Regions from separate parts of the Mus musculus genome. Here region 2 is linked to region 1. A link is a contact called in public Hi-C data. All regions are on one chromosome and are shown on one strand. The core of a region is the stretch at or near the end of the contact, and the rest is flanking DNA. Distances in the headings are between cores, read along the strand shown.

Region 1 (6,626 bases), core at 3,310-5,809:
TGACTCGCTCCATCTTTGTAAGCATTGTGTAGTTTTCTTTCCTTTATCTAGAGTTCATTTCTCTCCCAATCAATATTCTTACTGTAAGAGTAGCCAGTACTTCATGCCATGTGGGCCTATAAAAACTGAGATTAAAGCCGGACAGGGGTGGCGCAGGCCTTTAATCCCAGCACTTGGGAGGCAGAGGCAGGCAGATTTCTGAGTTCGAGGCCAGCCTGGTCTACAGAGTGAGTTCCAGGACAGCCAGGGCTACACAGAGAAACCCTGTCTCAAAAAAAAAACCAAAAAACAAAAAACAAAAAAACCTGAGATTAGACTTAGGGTGCCTACATGACTCTACTTCGTGAGTCACCAGTGACCTGGGGCTTTTTCTCTTTGTGCCCATCCATGTCTCATTGGCCCTAAAATTCCTGTGGTTGATTTCTCCACCTTGACCTGCCCCCCTTCCTTTCATTCTTGGAACCCTATATACTCAAAGTTCTTTCTAATTCGACAGTGTGACCTTCTTATTCAATATGAGCATTCCTCTCAAGAATGGAATCATTGAGTCCTCTCTTCTTATTCTGAATTCTCAACCTCATCTTCCACAGAGCCTCAGTTCTTGCCTTTGAGAAGCAGAGTTTGAAGCTGGTTATCTTTCACCAAGTCCCTCTCGCCAGCTCCAGGCCACAAGACTGCTCTGCTGTAAACCTTCACAGAGCAACCCTGCTTAGACCACAAACACTTCTTTAGGTGGCCTCTAAAATCCCTCTCCCATCTTCTCTCTCTCTCTCTCTCTCTCTCTCTCTCTCTCTCTCTCTCTCTCTCTCTCTCTCTCACACACACACACACACACACACACACACACACACACTGATATGACTCACCTACAAATATTTCCTCCCTCCTCTCCATCCTCAGAGTCCTTTACCCACCATCACATCAAACCCTTTGCCCAGTGACGTCTCATTAGCTGCTCAAAGCTTCCATCTTCAAGCTTTCCCACTATGGCATGAAATTTCCTTACTCTAAATTCCACAAGGCTTTGCACATAGAAGGTACTAACAATAAAGATACATCATCACCACAACTGTAGGGAACCAGGTACATCCAGGTTTGATAGACACCAAACCTCCCTTCAATGCTTTCTTACCATCAGCTACTTAGAGCCAAAAAGTACCAAACTTGGCCAGGCACAGATGAGTTCTCTACTACTGCTTCTATTAATACTGCTTCAAGTCATAACAGTATTTCCATTCTGACTCTGCCAAGCATCAAGGTAAGAATTTATAGGGACTATAGCGTTTAACCTTCACTACCACCCTAGGAGATAACATTTAAAACCCCATTTCACAAATGGGACAGCTGAAGCCTGGAGTCCACTGAGTCACTTCCTGCCTTTTAAAGGGCTTGGCTGAATAAAAACAGAGAGTAGGTGTCATTGCAAAGGCAGGGTGTCCTATGGAGTTAAAAGCACCCGGTACCCTGGACAACTTATAAGGGGTTATGACTTGGGCCAATGGCCAGAGGTGCTTCCCTGGGAAAGCCACACATAACTGAGTGGAGGCAATCAGACTAAACCTGCAAACAAGTAAGGAAAAAACACAAAAACCCACCCTATCACATAAGCAGGCTAGCCTTGAGAGTTTCAAGGTTCTTTTGCAAAATAAAATAAGCAAGAACCTGGGGGTTAGAGAGATGGCTCAATGGTTAAGAGCAACAACTGCTCTTCCAAAGGTCATGAGTTCAAATCCCAGCAACCACATGGTGGTTCACAACCATCCATAATGAGATCTGACTCTCTCTTCTGGTGCGTCTGAAGTCAGCTACAGTGTACTTATGTTAAATAAATAAATAAAGCAAGCAAGCAAGCAAGCAAGCAAGCAAGCAAGCACCTTCCTTAGATAGGTGCCTCTGGCCTGCCATCTCCCTGGGTACTGGAAATGAAGAACTCCTGCCGCCTGAAGTCTGCTGGAGAGCTGGGTATCAAGTCCCCCTACTAAGCTGAGTCCCCAGTTTTCATTTGCATTGAAACACAGAAGTTAGGGTACTCATATAAGCAAACCCCTTATAGAATCCCACTCTTAAAAAAATAAATGAAAGGATTCATAGAGCCATATTATCTGTAGAACTTCACAACCATAAATGACTGGTGTGATATTCTAAGTCACCAAAGGCAGAAGTGCTCTGCATCTTCAAATCAAAGAGAGTTTTTCTCTCAGTGTCAACAATTATAAACTAATGATGGTAATTTCTTTAGCCATGTCACACAATGGGGTCACCTTCTCCACAAAACACAATGTTTTTTTTCTCTCTCTCTCCTTCTCCTCCCCCTTCTTCTTAATTTACAGCACCTGAGACAGGACTGTCCCTTGCTTATCGTTTCCTTTTCCCTTCCATTTGCCTGTAATGAACAGAACGCACCAAGCCCTTTCTTGTGGATCGAAATTCTGTCTCCTTCATCATAGCCAGTGTACTATAAACATACAGCTTTTGTGACATCAACGCAAAGTTTTATTGTGCCGTTAGCTTTGACAGAAAGCACTGCAGAAAGTTGTTTAGAAATTAAATATCTAAAACAAGCTATTTTAAAATCCAGGGCCTTCACTATTTCATGTCTGCAATGAAGAAATTTTATCTTGGGGAGAGCAAGCTGTCTTTCACACCATATGGCTAATGGTGGTGCATAGCAATTAGCCAGGCTGATTAATGGTGAACAGATTCTAATTTTATGCTTATAATTGAGGCTGCATTTGCACCCCTGGTGCAAATTCAGCACATCCCAACTTCCACTTACAACAGGCAAGAAATCAAGAGAAATAGGATGGTATGGAAAGTGAGAATTTTTTTTTCCTAAAGCCCCCTAAAGAGCATCAGATTTGCAATTTAAAAGACTGTTAGCCACACAATAGATGACAGGTTTGTGTAATGGGGTCATGGTAGCCTGTAAACAAACAGTACCCCTTCCACATCTATAGGCAGCCGGAGAGAGCAGTAATCTGTAACATTAGCAAGATGACATTTGGAATATGGCTTTCCCTCTTAGCCACTCGGTACAAACAGCGTCATTTGCCTTCCATGGCTTGAGAATTTTATTTTTTGCTATTTTTATGTTTCTGAAAAATAGAGAGAACGCGAGCAGTAAAGCACACCAACCAGCATAATAAAGCACTTTGGACCAATGAATTTTAAAAACAAGGAAAATATAAACTGCATTAATAGAGGGGGGCCCTGCGCATGAGAGGCATAATATATCTCTAAGTAGTTCAGGAATAGAATTCTCTCCAGCATAATCCAAACATATGCAGATACGAAATGCAAATCGATGATGTATAGCTAGTGCTTGGCCTGTTCCTGAAATCCATCTTCCTGTTTCCTGTTCTGCTACAGCCACACGCAGCTCTACATGGAGAGGGCAGTCTAATGGCGTGTTAATTGTAGAAGGCTAAAATGATAGAGCTGTGGTTGGGGGAACAGTAACACAGACGAGGTTACGATTTACTTAGGTTACATTTTTTAAACCGGGGCTTGCTCCTTTCCTTCTAAAAAGGTGCCACTCAGCCAGATTATATCCAGGTCATACACACAGGGTAAAACTAACTCGTTCTACTGATGAAGAAATTCCACCCTGTTTAGGAGTGTTCCACTACTGTCTTAAGTCTGGAGGAAAAAAAAAAACAACCTGGTTTTTAGAATAATTAACAGGTTTTATAAATCACTGAAGTGAAAATGTGTGAAGCGCTTATATATCTTAGAACTATAAATCAGAAGTATTTCTAAAAAGAAAAAAAGCAGAATTTTTATAGATACAAATGTTAATGTTTGGGATGTCACTCGGAAAACACAACACACTTTTGAGTCTTTTTCCACCTGTAGAGTTGTAAGATTGTTTGCCCCAAGAGTCCATGAGTGGCCGGTAAGGGCTTCCCATGCTGAGAAGGCAGCTGAAGACCCATGTAGACTGGTCAGTGACATTCACCAGCCAAACACACATTGTGCCAGAGAGAGGCTGCTCAGCTAACAAAGCAATTAGGAACTCTCCTCTGATGTCAAGTGTGGCATCTCCCTGCTTTATCTAATTACTTGGGAGATGTTGAGAGCAAAATGCTGGGTTATTTTACAAGGAATAAGAGTGTAAGTTAAAAGGCTGCCCTTATCCCTCTGCTGCATAGGCCTGGCTGAGGCCACCAAGGGGCACTGTGGTCTCAGATGACACTTCAGCATGATCACAGCAGAAAGAGATTCATCTGTGAGGAACATGAATTATTAGACCTTTTGTGGTCTCCTTTTCATTTTCCTTCCCCCAAAACCCCAAAGCAAACCACCCCCAAGAAATATTAGCTTCATGCTCAGATATGAACAGGATTACTAAAAGACCATCTACAGGAGAAAAGAAGAGACAGAGAGAGACAGAGACAGAAAGAGACAGAGATGAGTTTAGGCTCAGGTATGGGGTGTTATAGTAAGCAGAACTCAAAGGAGGAAGTATGACTTTCAAGTTGCCCCCAACAGAAGCCTCTGCTGACTTCAAGAGAACTCATATTTTACTAAGCATGCAGATGAGTGCAAATGTCACCAAAAAGGAAATTATACTCTATGTCACTCCACTGCGAAGGAAGAGGGAGGTTGCTGCTCTGTGGCCATGAACAGTGAGGTACCAAAAAACGCAAACTAATGTCTCCCAAGATGAAATGTAATAAACAACTGAGAACCGACATGATCCTTGACCAAATTACCAAATGTGTCTGATAATTCTTCCAGACCATTTACCAAACGCAAAATAAACATATTCCCCACCCCCCAATGGAACTGATTTCACCTAGACTTGAGATCCAAATTCATCTTTACTTCAGAGAGAGAAAGAGAGAGGAAATTTCTTACCTGCACATGATCTCGTGTGTGAGCAATACTCGGCACATTTCAGGGTTCTTGTCTTGGCCTTCATACACTATGGCCTGAAAGTAAAGGCATGTTTTTAGCTAAAAATAGAAACAAGTAGCAGAGGGTTATGTATAACAATCCCGTTCTTCACTGCCTCGCCCCTGCTGGGGGCCAATTAACTTTTAGGAGCAAAAAGCCTCACTGGGCTGATTATTTCAGGACACATTGGTCAGGATCAGCCCAAATTGAGTGGAATGGGATCTGATCCTCTCTGCCCTATCAGCCACCTCATTATGCACATCTTTGGACCAAAGCATGTGATAGGCATCTGTTGTCAAGACAACCATAATTCTCTTTTCAATACAGAATAAAAATAAGTCTAATCAATAAAGAGGGGAGATCCAGAAGGCTGAAGAGGTTGCAATATTTTGTATTTCAAATGGAGAGAGGCCATGTGCGTTTGATCGGCCAGCCACGTACATTTGCTTCCGCACTGCTCCCAGCGTGTTCTACTGGAAAGTAGCAGGAAATGGGTATGGGGAAAGCTGGATGTCTATGCATCGTCAAAGTCATTTCTGAAGCGATTCCATCAGGGGAAACCCCCTCTTCCTACCGAGAGGCTGAGAGCAAGCGCTTTTGCAGGGTGTACACCCGCCCAGAAGGGAACCCTTGCCAGCATATGCTGTGTGGGGGGGTGAAATCACAGAGTCAGCTCCTTAAGCAGAGAATTACATCTCACTCTCAAAATCTGGATTCCCTCAACCGCCAGCCACGGGCGCTTTGCTCTCTTTTCCTTTTTGCAACACAATCACATTTTGCTTTGGGACACCCACCAAGTTCCCCAAAACCTCAAGCTTGCTCATGGACCTACAGGTCACTGTCCCAGCCAAAGAGACACACAACGCTATTGGTAGACTGGGCTTCTGCATCAGCATACATTTAACTCACTTAACACTGTATCACTGCATAATACTAATATAACACAGCTTCAAATTGTTAATAAAATTACTTTCACACATTCACAGAACCCTCAGTTTCTTAGTGACAAAAACTATTTAAATTAACCAGAGGTTATTCTTATTATTATGTGGTTCATAAAAGGACTTCTGTGCCTAACTGGTCATTCTCATGCACCATGGTTTTGAACTTGGAGACAGAACCACCGTGACTTAAGACCCAGTGTAGACAGATCCCTGGGTCATGACCTGATTACAGTTTACAGTATCTAGACACAGAGCAAAGCTAACTTTACAACAAATTAAAATGAAGGAAAAAAAGAAAAGCACACATCCCTAACATTGGTCTATCAAAACTACCTACCTTTTATGGCTAGCTCATCATAACCTTGTATTTTAAAAATAAATAAATTGTTTTTACTTCAACTGTAGACTTCTAAAACGGTTGAAAGAACATGCTTAGAGGCCCAGGATGGATATTCATTGCCCAGATTCCTCAAACGCCTGCATTTTACTAAATTTGCTTCCTATTTTTCTTTTTCCCCCTAAATCACTTTTTAGCAAATTGCAGATTTATCCTCAATATCTCTGCATGCATTTCCTGAAAACAAGGCTTTTTCATGCATAATCGCAGCACAATTATCTAAATCAGAAAATTAGCATTGATACAATAGAATAATCTAATCTCCAGACCTTATTGAGATTTACCAATTACCTAATAATGTCCTTTACAGCGAAAGAAAATCCTGTGCTAATCACCGCGCTCAGCTGTCATGTCTCCTTTCATTCCGAATATCCTCCAGTCGTTGT
Region 2 (7,358 bases), core at 3,903-6,402, 74 kb before region 1:
ACCTTACTATTAATGCGATGCTTAACAAAGGCAATGTCAGAAATGAGTCGCTGGTTGGGGGCTTTGTTTCTCAAGTGCCATGTTTTGATTGGGATCTGTGTTAATTCACGTGCCCTCCTTGTGAGACAACTAGAAATTATCATTGTCAATACAGTTTCCTAACAATCTCAGAATTCAGGCAATTAGGTACAAATAAGTCATTGTCAGCAAAATAAAGAATGTCGTCTTCTAATGGCTCAGAAGAATAAAAGAGCTGGAAAAGGGAGGAAAGGAGAGGGAGAGAGAGAGAGAGAGAGAGAGAGAGAGAGAGAGAGAGAGAGAGAGAGAGAGAGAGAGAGAAAGAGAGAGAGAGAGAGAGAAGTATATAGGACTTGTTTATGGGATTCTAGTCAAGGAAAAATAAATATGTAGCTAAATAAAAACACCAAAAACAAAAACATGCTTGAGAAATTATTATCAGACATACTTTTAAGCCAACTCCTAAATATGGCTTCTCTGAGATAGTTTTGGATGGGTGTTTATATGCTAAGATCAACATTTAAATTTTGCTACAAAGCTGATTGTGTACCACATCAGCAGTTCTAAGACTCTAGAACAACACAGCTTTGGGTCTAATCCACTGAAAACACACTCTGCACATGAAAGTTTGGTTCGCTCTGGTTGGGGGAAAGTGAGGAATGTGCTTGCCTCTAGGTTAGAAGACAGTCAAGGAAGCCGGTTTCAAATATATCCTTACAGGAATGACCAAGCAACTAGAGCAACTCTGCTCAGCTGAGGGGTCTGCTGGCCGAGAAGCAGGTAGGATGCTGAAAGAAGCATCCACACCTTAAATACACATTTATGCTCACCCTCCAAACTCACGGTTTTGATTAAAAAGTAAAACAAAACAAAACAAAACAAAACAAAACAATACTGGAAGTCCATAAACGAGAGGGGTTGAAAATGTGCAAGTCCTGTTTGTTTAGATGGTGGTATCATTGCAGAGAAGCAAAGAACAAACCAACACCTTAGCAATCAGATAGGCCCCAGTTATGCCTCAAATATCAGCACTGACTTAACTAGTCACCAAAACGTAAAACATCACATAATACAGAACAAAGGGATCACGACATGGAAGACATATGTTATTCTCTAATCCGTAAGAACATCTTCCCGGCCCTATTCTTAAGCATGCTATTGCACTTAATGGTCTGAGCAAATCATCGGATTTCTATTTTCTGGAGAGTATTTTTATAAACAAGTGGTCCCCACAAAAAGAAAATGGCGGCACTGGACACTTCTGAAGTCAAGCTTTTGACTCCAGCATTCTGCACGTAGGAATTATGCTAACACTGTAATCAGAGCCACAGCTGAAGATTTATATTCTGAGATGTTTATCATAGTGATGTTTAAGTCATAAAAAAAACTAGAAATAATCTAAATATACAATAATGGGAATGGCTAAGTGGAATAATAAATCAACAGTAAAATATTTTCCACAGGGCATAAAAAAAGCTAAAACAGCTCATTAGATAAACATACTTATCACCAAGCCTCCTGACCTGAGTCCAAAGCCCAGGACCCACATGGCAGAAGGAGGGAACTTGATCCCTGCAAGTTGTCCCTCTGACCTCTTCACTAGCACAGTGGCACACACACTACCATATGCATATGTAAGACAAACTATATGTCAAAACTGTTAAGACTTTATATAAATTTGTGTTGATGGGAGAGATCTCATTAGTCTTTATCTGAATATCTCATGAAGTCTACTAGAAGTTATAATTGAAAAGCAGTGCATATGGATAACCAGATTAAATTTGTTTGAAATTAAAATCAGTTTTGAGACAGATGACACTCAATTACTAAGATCATTTGATAGATGATAGATAGATGATAGATTGATAGGTAGATACTTATAAATGTATCTATACTTTTATCTTTATACATATGTATATACATATATTATACTTAAACAGAGACAGTAAGACACAAGAAGAAAAAAGAAATATATTCTTTTATATCAAATTAATATCGCTGGGTATTTAATGCTTAAGAGTTATTTTAGTCTCCTCTTTCAACTTGACCATATTACCCAATGTTTCTACATATAATATGTTACCAAAGGGCTTTAGACCTCATCAATTTCAATTCTTTTCTAAATTCTTCCTCACTTGGGAGAGGCATGCAGAGGTCAGAAGACAACTTTGTGGATTCGGTTCTCTCCTTCCACCTTTATATGGGTCAACCTCAGGTCACTAACAGGGCTTGCAGGGACAGTGCCCTAACCCGCTGAGCCATCAAGAATATAAGATGCTGCTGTAGGGTATATGACTTTCAGACTAGTCATATGCATGTCCATTGGCTGCTCAGAGGATCTCAGGCATTTCAGGGCTAACAGGGACCCAAGCTTAGGGAGGGCCACCCCAGCCTTACGCTCAACCATCTCCGTTTTGCTTTTATTCTGCATATATTTATAACTCGATGTCAAGCCAAACTCTTTTTAATGTACAGATAAGGGGATTTCCTTTAAAAGTGAAAGGTCCTGCCTAAGTTCACACAGCTTGTTGGTGGAAGATCTCATGGGTCAGAACTCAGGCTTATGCATGCAAATTACCTTTCATCCACTCTGTGGTTCTCTCTGTGCACTGAAAATTGTAATGTTCTCAGTCACTCATCTTATAGTGGCTAAGAGGCTCACATGGGACCAGTCCTTCTCTTGCAAAGCACTTTCTCCCTTAAAATCTCTCCGATTCAGTGACTGCAGAACTGGACAAAGGAGCCCTGTTTTGGTAGCAGCCCGAAAGCCAGTTAGAAATGAAGTATGAAACTTCTTTCACTATGCCACTCCGTCTTTAAAATATCATTGGTCTGCCTCCTCAGTCTTCCACATAAGACTTCAAACTGTGACTATGTACAGATGACGAACTTCCTAAGGACAGCTTCCTGCCTGCCCTGTGTTAGATTACTATTCAAGCATCACATACAAAACCAGGGGGGAAAATGTAAAGGAACAGTTTGAGGATACGTGTTTTTAACTTAGCTGGCACATATGTAAAGAAAACATGCAGAAAACCTTCAAGATCATGTTGCCTTTGAATAATTTCTGGTGCTATTTTATAACAATATTGAAAATTATTCCCCTTGAATTTATGTTACTTTAACTAGGGCAACTCTGAGCACCAAGGAATCCAAATGTCCTGGGATTGTATTTAAATGACAATGCCTGCACAGCAGGCAACAATTGTCTAACAGAACAAAGTGTTTCCTTCTACTGCAACAAGATCTCACTGTGTACCCCTGGCTGGCAAAGAAATTGCTGTGTAGACCATGTTGTCCTTCACCTTGAACTCACAGAGATCTGCCTGTCTCTGCCTCCTAAGTGAGAGAATCAAATGTGTCTACCACCATGCCCAGTTTAAAGCTTCATCTTAAAAAAAAAAAAAAGAGGGGGGGAGGGGAGAGAGAAAGGAAGAAAGGGAGGGAGGGAGGGAGGGAGGGAGGGAGGGAGGGAGGGAGGGAGGGAGGGAGGAAGGGAGGAAGCAAGCAAGCAAGCAAACAAGCAAGCAAGCAGAAAGCAAGATTGAAGCTCTGCAAAGACAAGTCTTTAAGGACTCAAGTGAGGAAACCTTGTGATAGTCTTGAAGATAATATAGAGATGGAAGAGAGGAAGAGAGACAGGAACAGAATAATGTTGTAGGTAGGATTCAAATCTGAATACACAAAGTGGCCTGAACCATTATAAAATCTCAGTCACAAACTCAAACCCAACTTCAGGTCTTCCCATGCCCTCCAATGCAGTATCCCACTCGCTTTCAGTGACACAGTTGCTTCTTCTTCATGTGCCTACTGTTCTGGGACATTATTCATCTTCTTGTGTACAAAGAGGAAATGGCTTATGCTTGGTTTAAAACCCTGGAAAACACTCCCCCCAGAGCAATGACCAGTTTGTATCTTTCGAGCAGCTGAGATCAAAGTGATTTAAAATGTTTATTTTTAAAGTAAACCATTTACACCAATCTATGGGAAAAAAATTTTTTTTCTTTAAGACTTGTATTCGTCTTCGTTAAATCTTTACAGGCAGACCGAAATCACCTGGAGTATCTAAGGTGGCCTTATCAGGATGGTGGGACCTGTTTGATCCGGCGCTATCTCCATGTCATCTCCATAGGAAGTGGAAATAAGGCTGGGCAGGAAAATGCAAAAGACCAGACCTTGCTAGCCAGATGCACCTTGAGCCTGGTCCTCAAAGGATAGACGCCACATGGCTCTACCTGGAAAAAAAGTAAACAAACAAACAAAAAAACAAACAAAACAAAACAAAAAACCCCACAAAAACAAAAACAAACAAACAAACAAAAAAACCAGAATGGTGAAAGACACCGTTTCAGGGAATCTTTTACGAAGGTAACCTTTGTGACTCTCCAGCTTCTTTCCCCAAAGAAGGAATTCCTAACTTAAAATCCAGCTCTTAACACATTATAGCACATGCCACACAACAGTAGATAGGAAATTCCACAAGGCCCTTGGGGGAGGGGGAGCCCACTCCTCTCCTTTTCCCATCTGAAGGGTGATTTGAATTACATGGGGAGGGGGTCGCTTTATCTTCGGGAGGAGGGGCTTTCCCAGCCCCCTGGCTTTATTTCACATCTCAGGCACACAACGCTTCTTTTATGAAAACCCAGCTTAAATATTAATGTGTGTTTTCTTAAGGAAGTGGAAGGCAAATCAACTTCCTGGTAACCAGGGTATCTGATTTCTAAAATGGTCTAACGCTGATTGTCACAGGTCTGCCAGATGTGAGGGCTAAACCTCTGAAAAAAAAAAAAAAACGGAAAGGCAGGCTTTCATGCCCACTGCTGTGCGGGTCCCCACTGCTGTGAGGGTCCCACGCCTCCTGGAGTTACATCCTCTGCTGCTGTGTTTTTGTTAGCTCGCTGCCGGAAGTCCTCAACAGCCCAACTTGTTTTCTGATCCTTTAAGGACACTCCTAGCCCTCTGTCAGCCCTGAAATTGAGAGTGTGTTTGTGTTGGTAAGTGTGGTGGACTAATTAAAATAACGAGAGTTATCTTGAGCAGGGCCACTTGAACATAACGGGAAAGGAGGTTACCCAAGAGTTTGCTACAAAGCCTATTTTGAGTCAACCTTTGTTCTGTACACTCCTGTTACCTCCTGCATCCAGAAACAATGTCTTTTGTTACCAACTCCCCACCACCACCTCCCTTCTGGAAGGCTGGGTTTGTTTACTGACATTTTCAATACCAAGCAATACAAAGGGTATTTCCTTATATTAACTCCAAATGTCACCCCCCCCCCAAAAAAAAAAAAAGAAAAAGAAAAAAGAAAGAAAGGAAGAGGAAAGAAAAGAAAGGGAAAGAAAAGAAAAAGAAAAAATTTGCCTGTAAAGAAGCCTGTCTCACCAGATAAGATACCAGTAGTTCAGAATACACACACACACACACACACACACACACACACACACACACACACACACACACACACACAAAATCTTGCTCTTTGATTTGGACTTCATGGGTCTACCAGAACCTATGTTTCACCTTTTTTGCTATGTCATTTCAAAGCCACTGGCACTTCATTGCTTGGTCCAGAAGAGGATGGGCCACTTTTAGCTGCTGCTTTTAAAATGCTTACAATGAGCCAGATATGGTAACACAAGCCTTTAATCCCAGCACTCAGGAGGCAGAAACATATGGAGCTCTGTGAGTTCAAGGCCAGCCTGGCCTACAATCTGAGGAACTCCAGCTCTCTGTACTCAGAGGCTAAATTATGACCTGTGCCCCTTCAGTTCATATATAGAAGTTCTAACTGCTAGAGCCCTAAGTGTGAATGTATTTACAATAGTGTGTTTAAAGAAGTAATTAAAATAAACCAAGGTCATTAGAAGAGCCCTTATCTAGAATGGCTGTTGTCCATAATATATGAATAGGTCAGCAGATACCAGCACGGCAGAAAGAGACAATGCAAAGACACAAGAAGAAGATGGTGTCAGTTAACCAAGAAGGAGGTCCTCCGAGGAAGGCAGCCATGCTGACACCTTGACTCTGGCCTCCCAGATCTGTGAGGAAGTACACTTCTGGGGTTTAGGTAGTCCACCCTGTGGCACTTCCTTGTGACAGAGCCAGCTAGCACTTGGGTACCCTCAACAACTGATAAGCTTAAAAATAAGTCAGGGCTGGAAAGATGGCTCAGCAGAGAGTGGATAGTGTTCTTGCAGAAGACCTGAGTTCCCTTCAATCCTCTGGAAGTCTAGATCCAGAGGGACCTGATGCCGCTGGCTGCCAAAGGTGCCCACGTATAGTCATACATACACGTAATTCAAAATAATAAAAAATAAATCTTTTTTTTTACTTTAAAACAGACCTCTACGCTACCAGAGAATAATACATAGATAATAAATCAATTTTCAAAGAGATTTTACCCTATAAATATTCATTAAACACTGAGGCAAATCTAGAGAGCAGGGATGTGAACCAAACTGGGCATAACTTCTGTCCTCACTAAGCTTCCAGGCTGAAGGAAGAAGACAGACACTAGATAGACATGTAAGGAGCACAACATGAATACTCTATTAATTAACACTCCCTGATGGAGCCCAGCCCAGCATCAGAGAGTGACTATAGGGAGAGAGGGACTCACAGGGCCTCCTGTAGGGTGGGTTTGAACCATGAGGTCTAGGTAATGGGTAAGGAAGGCCCTCCAGACACAGCTCTAGCTCCAGAAGAGCCCAGGGCATGAGTGAGATTGGAAGGCCTGAATGTCATGTCTGAGGTGCAGCAGAGGGACAGAGCCAGCGTCCCATGTGCACATGAAGCTGAATCCAGATTGATGTAACCATTGAAAAGACAATGAAGGATTTCAGCTTACTGCCCCATCTCCTACAGTAACTACAAGACCCAGCCTACACTAAAGGCAGGAAACATTTTCTATCCTATGTATGTTGTTCACACACCTTGTGATCAAAGGCATTGACTCTGAATGAAAACATTCCGTGTTAAAAGAAAGGGGGCCTCCCAGGCCATTGGCAATCTGGATGGATGTATAGCTAGACCCAGAGTGGGTAGATTCACATTTATCCCCACTCCTTTTAAAGAGTGACTTCTAAAATTCTCTTCAGCTGTGATAGCATCAACACTCAGCTTTCTGAACACATAGTGTAAAACATTATCTTTTATGATTTCTTCTCCCAGTCTTTGGGGATTCATGGTTAGTGAATCTCAGCACTTCAGTCTCACAGAAACAGACTGAAAACTTGAGTTCTGCAGAAGCCTCAGGATTCGTGAGAATTGCTTAACAGGAATGGTACATGTATGAGAAGATGCAGCAAAGGGGTGTTTTCTCTAGTGACTGTCACCATGTA

Evidence for each region. A called contact is a pair of places that touch in the nucleus more often than the background predicts.
Region 2: a contact with region 1 is called in a Hi-C map of B cells, with 1.5 times the contacts expected there. The contact joins two enhancer-like sites. A contact is called at or near these places in 1 of 15 datasets of contacts at CTCF or cohesin (the NIH/3T3 cell line), 12 of 484 Hi-C or Micro-C datasets (the 3T3-L1 cell line, B cells, the C2C12 cell line and 5 more), 3 of 115 datasets of contacts at active chromatin or transcription factors (embryonic hindbrain, embryonic stem cells and heart atrium) and 2 of 9 other capture datasets (adipose tissue and liver).

The regions. Positions count from the first base shown.
Region 1 is chr11:44,631,059-44,637,684 of GRCm38.p6, reverse strand. It overlaps Ebf1 (early B cell factor 1), which reads right to left. Exons shown (of 16, transcript NM_007897.3): 5 at 4,861-4,934. Among named protein-coding and RNA genes, the nearest start is that of Ebf1, 16 kb to the right of the region's middle. Within about 2 kb of position 4,559, at least 11 of the 459 cell types and tissues checked have an H3K27ac peak or open chromatin away from gene starts, as enhancers often do. A contact at or near this core is called in B cells, where this site is marked.
Region 2 is chr11:44,705,280-44,712,637 of GRCm38.p6, reverse strand. All of the region lies in intron 6 of Ebf1 (early B cell factor 1), which reads right to left. Among named protein-coding and RNA genes, the nearest start is that of Ebf1, 91 kb to the right of the region's middle. Within about 2 kb of position 5,152, at least 54 of the 459 cell types and tissues checked have an H3K27ac peak or open chromatin away from gene starts, as enhancers often do. A contact at or near this core is called in B cells, where this site is marked.